Linked DNA regions of Gasterosteus aculeatus: region 2 is linked to region 1. The links are chromatin contacts, called in public Hi-C maps. All regions are on one chromosome and are shown on one strand. The core of a region is the stretch at or near the end of the contact, and the rest is flanking DNA. Distances in the headings are between cores, read along the strand shown. Region 1 overlaps sox3 (SRY-box transcription factor 3). Region 2 holds the start of atp11c (ATPase phospholipid transporting 11C (ATP11C blood group)).

Region 1 (4,921 bases), core at 1,675-4,174:
TATTAGCGCCAGCCACGATAAAGTGTCGTTGAGGGCTGTTAAGTTGTCGAATGTGATGCAATTTCAGCATCGCTGAATATTAAACACAACCGACTTGGAGGTGGACACAAGTCCCTCTGCGGTTATCGGGAATTATGTGAAGGACCAAATCGAGGAATCGGCGTTCTTAAAACTTTTTGGAGTCATTTATTGTGCTGTTTTTTATGTTCATCAGCAATGTTCATTCACAACACACAGGTGCAGATGAGCATGTTCGGATTGGTATAATACATTAGATGTATTTGTGTGTATATATTTAAAAAAAGATTACAAATAATCCCCATATAGATATATATATATATATATATCAAAATCTATATTGATATAATAATTAAGCATTCTTTATTTGGTTTTAACTATATTTTTTCTTAAAGGTTTAAATGATCCAACTTAATTCTGATACTAAAAACACACAGTCAAACTGACACGGGAAAGTTGTGACAACCTGTGGAAGTAAATTGTCACCACATACGAACTGAAATAACTGAGTGGACTTTTAAACTTGGTGAAGGCAAAGTATTAAAAAGTAAGTGAGCTCTAGTTTCTTTGAAAACCAAAAAGGTATTTCAAATGATGGGAAAAATAAGGAAGACTGATTTTCCACCAATATCAATACCAAAATAAATAAGCCTGTGAAATGTAAAGAAACAAACAAACAAATAGGCCGGAGAACTATGGATTACAATTTAAATATAAAATGGAGGATTAAACCCCCCCACACACACAACGCTTTACCAAGGTTGCAAATGAATTCGAAAACCAAATTATCTTTATGATATCTCCTTAATGAACAAAAACATATCTGTACTTTTTTAAATAAATAATTGTTTTAAGAAAAGATTTGCCTGATCTTTATCAGATCAGCAGTGAAAACAAGTCGGTGTGTTTGAAGATGCTTACACCTTTATAAATACTAATTTCATTTTCGAATGAAGCCTTATTTGCAAACCTCCTAATGCTCACAGAAGACAGAGTCACCAATTATGTTTCGTACAAATTTATTCAGCATTTAAGAATAGAGGATGGTCTTAAAATATGTAGAAACGTCAGTTTAAATAAACATTTTCGTTCGTGATAAACAGAGCAAACATGACACGGTCAAAACCATCACAGAAAATAACAATTTTACAAAAAACAAACTCTTGACAATTTTCACGTGACAAAAACATCGGGTTCACAAGCTAAAAAGGAGGAGAAAGAAACCTTTACTATAAATAAAACTTGCGTTTGCGACCCGCACAGTCTTAACATTTCATTTGAACCTATAGGTCAAGAGGGAGGGGGGGGGGTAAAAAGAGACTACAAAATTTTGACACAGTCGAGACAACTGACATTCTACAAATGAAGTGTAAACATTTATGAACCAACTTTCCATCCGGCTTTTCCGAAATACACCAGCCTCTCTTAATGAGGCCACATGCCTTTTCACAGAGAGAAAATATGGCATTAATTAGAATATAGAAGTCCAATTCTTCTACATATGTTGATTGCTTATACTTGTGATAAAAAGCCTCTTTGCGATGCAAATTTACTCTGGTGGACTCAACGCTTTGAGTTTCGGCCCATTTCAAATGCATGCTAAAAAAAAAAAAAGAAAAAGAAAACTGACAACTCGTGAAATAAAATAGTTTGAGAACAAAACCGTTGAACGTCGTTTCTTTAGCAACCAAAAAGTTCAAGTATCCGAAGTACTTTTTATTTTTTTTATTTAATTTTTCTTTTAAAGTCTTTTCCCTCCGCCGCCCTCAGATGTGGGTGAGCGGTAGCGTCCCGTTGACGCCGGTCCCCGCGCTCTGATAGTGCGGATGGACGCTGTGTAACCGGCTGCTCTGCAGGGAGGAATGCTCCGCGCTCTCTCCGCCGGGAGGCAGGTACATGCTTATCATGTCCCTCAGGTCCCCCAAACACGCCCGCTGAGAGTGGGACGTGATGGCCGGCGGCGGTGAGCTGGGCTCGCTCTTGCACACGGACGCCATGGAGCCCAGTCCCATGGCGCTGCCGGTCTGCTGCGTGTACGCCGGAGACATGCTGTACGTGGACGCCGCGTTCATGTAGGTCTGCGCCGAGGACATCATCGGGTACTGGAGCCCCGCCATCTCGTACCGGTGCATCTGCTGGATCTGGGGGCTGTTCATGCCGTGATGCTGAGGGTAGGCCAACTGGTCCTGCATGAGGGAGTACGCACTGTTCGTCCACCCGTTCATGTGCGCGTAACCGTCCATGCGCTGCCCCACCGACACGGAGTTGTTGACGGCGTTGGATCCCGGCGCCAACAGACCCCCGGGCAAAGAATACTTGTCTTTCTTGAGCAAGGTCTTGGTCTTCCTGCGGGGACGATATTTATAATCCGGATGCTCCTTCATGTGCATGGCGCGCAGACGCTTGGCCTCGTCGATGAATGGCCTCTTCTCGGCGTCGGTGAGGAGTTTCCAGTCGGCACCGAGCCTCTTGCTGATTTCGGAGTTGTGCATTTTGGGATTCTCCTGAGCCATCTTCCTCCGCTGGCCCCGGGACCACACCATGAAGGCGTTCATCGGCCGCTTCACGCGCTCCGGGTCGTTGGCGCTGTTGTTCTTTGCGCCCGGCACCGAGCCCAAGTTGGACTGCGGGAGCGGGGTCTTGAGCTCCGTTTCCATCATGTTATACATTCTGGCGGTGTTCAGTGTTCACTCGCGGGCAACAACAACCAAAAAAAAAAAAAGAATAATTTAAAAAAAAGTCAAAGAGGTAGAGGTACTGACCAAGAAGATGCGAAAAAAAGTTGTGTCCAAAGAAGCAAGTGTCTCTGCAGGTGCTTCTGGTTTCTCTCCGCTCTGTGCAGCTCCGTTCTGCACTGCTCTCAAACAGAACTCTGCAAAGTTGTTCGGCAAGCTCATGTGTTAATAGGCCTAGTGGCCGGACCATGTGATGCGGACTGACAGCGTGACAACGAGGAGCCGGCGGCCAATCAGGGAGCAGCTCTCCGTGGAACCAACCGCAGCGCACAGCGCGCTGTTTTTGTCAGAGGAGGAGGGAGAGGTAAAGTTTTAAAACAGATCAACAAGCTGAGCGCAAAGTGTTTCTAGGTTTATAACGTTTATAATGGACGGGACACGTTAAGGGGAGGGGGGGCTGTTTATATTTGTTGTATTGATCAGGTGTTGTGGAACAAATTACATCGAAAACAAATTCTACATGTGCGAAAGAGTTTTCATGATGAAGCGAACCAAGCCTCCTAAGGGATAAATGTCAAATCAGCTACAGAGACAAATCACAACAGGCCAAAGCGCCCCGATGGGAGTGCAAATACTTCAAGTTAAAGGTCGAATATTGGAATAAAATGTGCCCCTGGCAGAGTAAAACATATCATTTCACCTGCACCTGCCGTGAAACACGCTTTGTGGTTTAAATCCTAATTTAAAATCAGATCCCCTCCGTGTTCTTAAGGGGGTTTTGCAGCTGTCAGAACTCCCAATAAACGGATTTATTTTTGTTTAACTGATCACTTTTCACACCAACATGTTTCAATCTAAATATTTTTCAGCACCTGCTCCAAAACGTGTGATCTCTTCAATCTTCTCATGACCTGGAAATGGTGACTTATGTATCGTATATAACCGAATAGATAACGTAATGTAATTTAATGTAACTCCCTGGGGTGAAATAGTGTAAAAAAAGCAGTGCAATCAAACAGAAGAAGAATGGCGATTTGACTGGTCAATGTGAAATGATATTACAATAATGTCCGTCTTATTACCTGATTAATGACCTCACCCTGTTCTGACCTTAACCAGCAGACCAACGCTGTGTTTCGCGGTGAACCAATGGCACGTTTCTGCAGCGCGGAGGGAACCGCCGAGCCGAACTCTAATGCATCAACGACCTCTTGTGGAGGGGACAGGCCATCCCTTTTCGGGGGGGGTGGGGGGCAGAGAGCTTTAGTTTTGTACTGAGCTCGCACCACTCCGCCATGCGCCACTGTTTGCGGACTCGTTTTCTCCCCGCGGTGTTATTAAAATGATCGCCTTCATTTGCAAAACGTCCCCCCTTTGCAAACGAGCCGAAACGCCGCTGGAGCCGATCGCTCAACGGGGCGAAGCTCACACCTGCTAATGACGGCGAGAGAATCGGCCATCGAACACGACTATTAACACCTCGGTATTTACATGAGCTCCGCGGGGATCCATCTGGTATGTGCATTTTGGGAGCGTTTCACCTCCCGGAGCTTTCAGATCAAGAAAAAGAAAAAAAAGCATTTCATTACTGATGCAGGACACCCGAAGGACTGGAGCCTGTCGACTTTATTATGTATTTTTAAACGTAAAAACAACGGCTGAGAGTCAATATATTTATCGTCAAAGCCACGCTGGTTATAATATTTAAATATGAGATTTAATGGTTGATCGGGCTGCTCTTTATAAATGATCAATGAACTCATAACATCTGCCAGTCATTCTAAATCACTCCGATAATGAAAGTTTCTGCTTCTAAAACAGCATCTAAAATCCACCTAAAGACTAAATAATGTGTTACACATATTAACATGATGTCTCAAAAACAGATATATATTTGAAATATATATATATTTGAAAAGGACTTTTCAAAGTATGTGTCAGCTGACGGGGGGAAGCCCGCAGCCCCTCAGACATATTGCAGTAAATCAGCTGGAAAGAGACATCACTTCATGAATTTAATTTCCCCGTTCAATGGGGCGTTACAAACAGACCGAGAGCAATACAACTAACGTCCAATTAGCAGCCATCTATTCTCAGGGACCAGTTATTTGTTTATCTGCAATACTGATCCGCTTGTAATCTTCTTATGGAAATTGACCAGTAGCAGACAGAGAGAGAGAGAGGGGGGGAGAGAGAGAGAGAGAGAGAGAGAGAGAGAGAGAGACAGA
Region 2 (4,921 bases), core at 872-3,371, 43 kb before region 1:
TTAAAGAGGGAGGCCAGAAGGAGGGTCAGGCACTAGAGTTATTATATCGCCTTATTCACCGCCGCTATCTATACTGCTCACAGAGCCTGTGGGGGAATCAAACCACCGGCGACAACAGGTTACCGGATCACAGGACGACTATAAAGAGGCAGTAAGAGGGGGGGGGGGGTTTAGAAACCTGGCCTTGAGGATAGCTACTCCACTTTCCAACCAGCCCCACTCATGGCTGATTCATGGATTAGAACAGGCAGTGAAACCAATAGGGGAGACTTTAAAAAGGTAAAGCTTTAAATTGAACAATCGTAAAACATGAGGTTCAAAGCAGGATGCAGAGCAACGATGGAGCAAAGACATCCACGACAGTGTGGCGCATTGAGAAACAGATGATTTGCATCTGTAGTCGAGCAGGAGTGCGTATTGTTTTGTTTTTCTTATATTGAATGAGCAGAAGTCTACAATCCAAAAAAGGTATTAAAAAAAACATGATCCTCAAATGTATAGAATCCAGATCACCAATCTCATCTGACCTATTCATCCATCCATCCATTCGACTCTAATAGAGGCCACACAGAGAAAGGCCTATCTTTGGATGCAGGTCATAGTGCCTTTAAATAGAGAGCCTATTTTTAGCATTGGGGTCCCCGGAGAAAAGGAGTCCAGGGCCGCGGAGACAGAAGATGAGAGAGCCTCCTCTGTGCGGGTCACACTGACTGCACTATTCCACTCAGAAGACAACAATTACACAGATAATAAAAAAATAAAATAAAAAAAGAGTCGTGACTCCTGCTGGCAGAGAACTTACCTGTCAGTTAACGTTAGGTAACTGGCTCAGAGCAATGGAGGGAGACCCCCACCCCCTCGCTACGTGTTGTCAGGCAGTGTCAACACTTTGCTCAAGTTTCTTTTTAGCTAAAACGGGGGTGTGGGGGGTTAAAATGATTTACATCGTTTCAGGACACAGAGCCACTGCAGTTAAAAGCCGTTAGCAGCCGCAACACGCACACACGCTAACAACTGCGCGCGCGTGTGCGTGTGTGTGTGCGCGCGTGTGTGTGTGGCGTTGATGACACGTAAACATACCAAGCGGTTCAGTCTTCTCCGTAGCATCTTCCTCTGCGTCCTGTTCCTTGATTTCGCAACGCTGGTGAACTCTCTCTCTCTCTCTCTCTCTCTCTCTCTCTGTCGGTGTCTCTCTCCCGGCCGGGCTTCTTTCGCGGGGATAACTTCACATGTATGGCGTTAGTTCGCCCTGCTAGCCCCTTAGCTACCCGCTCTCTACTCTACCCTTAGTTCTAGCTACGCGAAACGTCGCAGCGGCGCTACATCGTTTCCATTTTGTTTGATTTCGGCATCCTGTCACCATTCGCATTCTCTCTCTCTCCCCCCTCTCTCTCTCTCTCTCTCTCTCCCCCCTCTCTACCCCCCCACCTGGAATTATTTTTCCGCGTTGCGGTTGCCGCCTTCTACTCCGCGGAAGGCTGGAGCGGTCGCCCTGTTGCTCGGGCTACTACGAATCATCTGCTGGCGCCGCGCCGGTTGCCTCGCTTGAAAAACTACCGGTCCGAAAAAGAGACGCTCGTTCAGGCGGAAAGCCGACAACTAACTTCTCTCTTCATCGCCGCCGCCGCCCCCCTCTCGGCACAAGTCGCCTCGGCTCCCTGTCAAACAATTCGCACTCCAGCGGCAAACCCACCGCCGACGTCCCCACGTTCACAGGCTCCACCCGGCGAAGGTGCGGCGGGTTTGTGCATCGCGGTGCATTGTGGGTAGTGTAGTCTGACGCTGAACCCCTGTTCTGCGGAGAAACAGGCGGTTTGTGGTCGTCCTTCAGGGACCATTGAGCGTTGAATAAAGGCGTCTTATGTTAAGTTATTCTCTGGGATTTTAGTATCCCAGAGTAAGATGGCTCATTACAGCATGATGGACAAAAAGCACAATAGCAAGCAACACGACGTCTTTTATCAATAACATATAGAAAACATTTTGCACTACACTTTTATTACACTGTAGTTTGTTGAAATATTACAAGGTTCTAAGTATTTCCCAATAGCAATACTTCCCTTAAAAATGGAAGTAATACTTTTTAGCACGGAAGCTTTTGACAAGCCCTCGACATACCTATGTTAAGTTTATTGTGTCCGCATGTTAATTGCAGATCTTGAAGGAGTTGCTCTGAGAATTGGTAAATGACGTTTGAGAGAAAAACACCAGTCTTGATTACAAATTACCTGCACTTGAGTATGTCATGCGTCTGGTGCCTTGTTGCAACATTGGCATTGCTACAGACATTTCTTTCATCAAACTTACAAAAAAAGACTAATAAAGTATGAACAGGAAACAACAATTTGTAAAAGATGAATGTCAATGTACATTTCTGATGGCTAAATGAGTTCTGCGACTCAAAAGCTTGTCTTGATTAATGAACTCTGACATCAAATGTCCTTCAGACGTTACTTGCACAGGGTCCTTTAAATACTCTGCCCAAATATCGAAGGTCTGTCACAGCTTTGTGCCAACACTGTTGACCTCAATGAGGAAATGTTAACATAATAAAAATGCTCGAATGTCCTACTTCCTGCTTCTAGCTTTAAAGAGTACCGTGTGGGAGAGGGAAACAGTTGAATTGTGTTCCCATAGAAAACCACATCTCTGCCCGTGTCTCGGTGTCATCGGGTGAAATGTGCCAACGTAGGGAAAATTCCTGCTACCGTGACACAAGTTGAAGCAAATAAAAGCAGAATAAGCTGAAATTCCAAGAAACAGGAAAGAACAATGAGCCCAATGTCTGAGGCTTAGAACGTCTCGACTCTTGTTATGCGCATTTAAAAGCCACACAGAGCAGCTGAGCATAAAAATACATGCAAAAATGTAAATGTTTCACAGAGGTAATTGCTCTTAATGGTCTCTTTTAGGAAAGTTGTGCTCTTCTGTGAAAGTATCGGACAACTACTATTGTCAATTATAATAATATTTTGAGTCATGCATTTCATAATTACTAAAACCTTGCAGATAATGTATTATGTAACAACATTTAGCTGCTTGTGCAATACATGTTGTGTGAAAGCAACATTAACACAGAGGCTCATTTGTATTTGTACATGAGTGACCCCGGCATCTATATTTGCATGTAGCAACTCGGGTTGCATTGTGCCTCAGTGACGCCCTTCCTGTCAATAAAATGTGGTCAGTTCTGCAAACTGTGACAAGTGGGGAAGGTGTTTTTAAGTTGTCACGTACTTGTACATAACCTTTAGAGGGTGTCTATGTTAGTAAGAACAGCAGCCAAGTCAGCCAAGGTCAAAACCATGATTGCGTGCTTGTGGTTAGTGTGCGTGCGAACGAGTGTAACCACTAAGCATTGGACGAACACCGTTCGGTCTGTGTCTCAGATATCGTTCAGTTTCGTAGCTGACTTGAGCTTATATGAATATTTGAACTTTTCTAAACTCAGGTTGCGTGTTATAGTTAAAAGCCGTCAAAGTAAAAATATTTGAGGCACCACCCAGTCTGCACAATGTGGTTTCAGTACGAAGACATGCACCTCATATTAACATCACATGAGAAAGTGAGAAACCCAACGTGGTGTTTCCCAGCCGTGGTGCCGAGAGAACACGTGGCAACCAGGGACCGCTGACAACATGTAAATGTTCTTATTTCTGACTGACACAACAAATGAATTTGATTGTTTTTAGGGGGTTAGGGTTTGTTAGATTATTATTATTTTCACTGTTGACACACTTGTACTATGACACTGTAGCTACTACTCTTAATGAAACCCGTCACTGTGGACTTTGTTTAAACTCAAAATTCATGTTTGCAGTTGTATTGTTTCATCATATGCTGTTAAAATGCTAAATGTTGTTCTTCATCTTTTTTTCTCTACTATTTATTTCCGAGTAAGGCATTTTTTCTTACAATTTCTATGTGATATTATTATAAAACGTGTAATAGAGAAATAATCTGTCAGCCACCAACAGATACACGATAAATGTAATTCTATCGCCACCATGTGGTCAAACGAAGAAACGCTTCATTCTCTTTTACTGTTGGTGCATTTTTGAGAATAATAGTCTCCTCCTCCTCCTCCGGGTTTCTTTAGCAGAAAGTCACACACTTAGTGAGGATTGACTTCCATGCGACGTAGTGTCTTTTTGTAGAAATCAACAGCATTAAGGTGTAAACGCCATATAAACTGTGGGCTCATCAGTACTTCCTCATATCTGAGAGTGACTGACAGCAGCACGATAGAACTGCTTCAGGACTTCAACTTTAGAACAACAAAATAAAGTTAAGAGATTCTCTCGAGATGAGATCACATAAACTGCGATACGTACTTGGTCCAGTGGAGCAAACTGGTACATAACCTTTACCACCAAAGAGCAGTGATGTAATTCTTCTCTGTTTACTGTATTCAGTACTGCGTCCGTATCTAAGATGCATGCGTTGACCTTTCAACTGGTTGCTGTAATTCAATGAGCATCCACATGGTGGCAGCACCGTGACATCAATGAGACGCAACCAACCTGTTGCCCTGGGAAAGAAACTTTGAGCAGAGCTGCAGAGGTGATAGCAGTTTCCAGTGTATTAAACTGTATTAAAGTTCATTGCAATCAAACATCTTGGAAATTTTAATGTGTTTTTAAAGACTAAACTATTAGATTATTAGAGCTGTTTAAGACAGAAATTTAAGTATGTTGCTCATGTGCACAGACCGTTCGTTTTGTGACTGTTTAGTATTCAAGTGAATGCAGAATACAGGAACAATGTAATACATCACATAAAACGTGACCAAACCTTTCATGCATCCCAAAGAGCATGAATAAATAAACGTAAATGTATAGTTATCATTTATTTTACTACAGTTATTTCTATGTGGATAATATGAATATAATTACCGCATAGCAATTGTATAACAATCTAG

The links. Hi-C and Micro-C count contacts between places; a contact is called where the count stands out from the background.
Region 2: a Hi-C map of tail fin shows a contact between it and region 1, with 4 times the contacts expected there. The contact joins the promoter of atp11c here to the enhancer-like site in region 1. A contact is called at or near these places in 2 of 6 Hi-C or Micro-C datasets (tail fin and whole body).

The regions. Positions count from the first base shown.
Region 1 is chr4:5,801,679-5,806,599 of fGasAcu3.hap1.1, reverse strand. The region is part of intron 1 of sox3 (SRY-box transcription factor 3); the gene reads right to left. Among protein-coding and RNA genes, the nearest start is that of sox3, 9.1 kb to the right of the region's middle. Within about 2 kb of position 2,924, at least 7 of the 9 cell types and tissues checked have open chromatin away from gene starts, as enhancers often do.
Region 2 is chr4:5,843,674-5,848,594 of fGasAcu3.hap1.1, reverse strand. atp11c (ATPase phospholipid transporting 11C (ATP11C blood group)) reads right to left here and starts at 2,121. Exons shown (of 29, transcript XM_040173559.2): 1 at 1,081-2,121. The coding sequence starts at 1,107.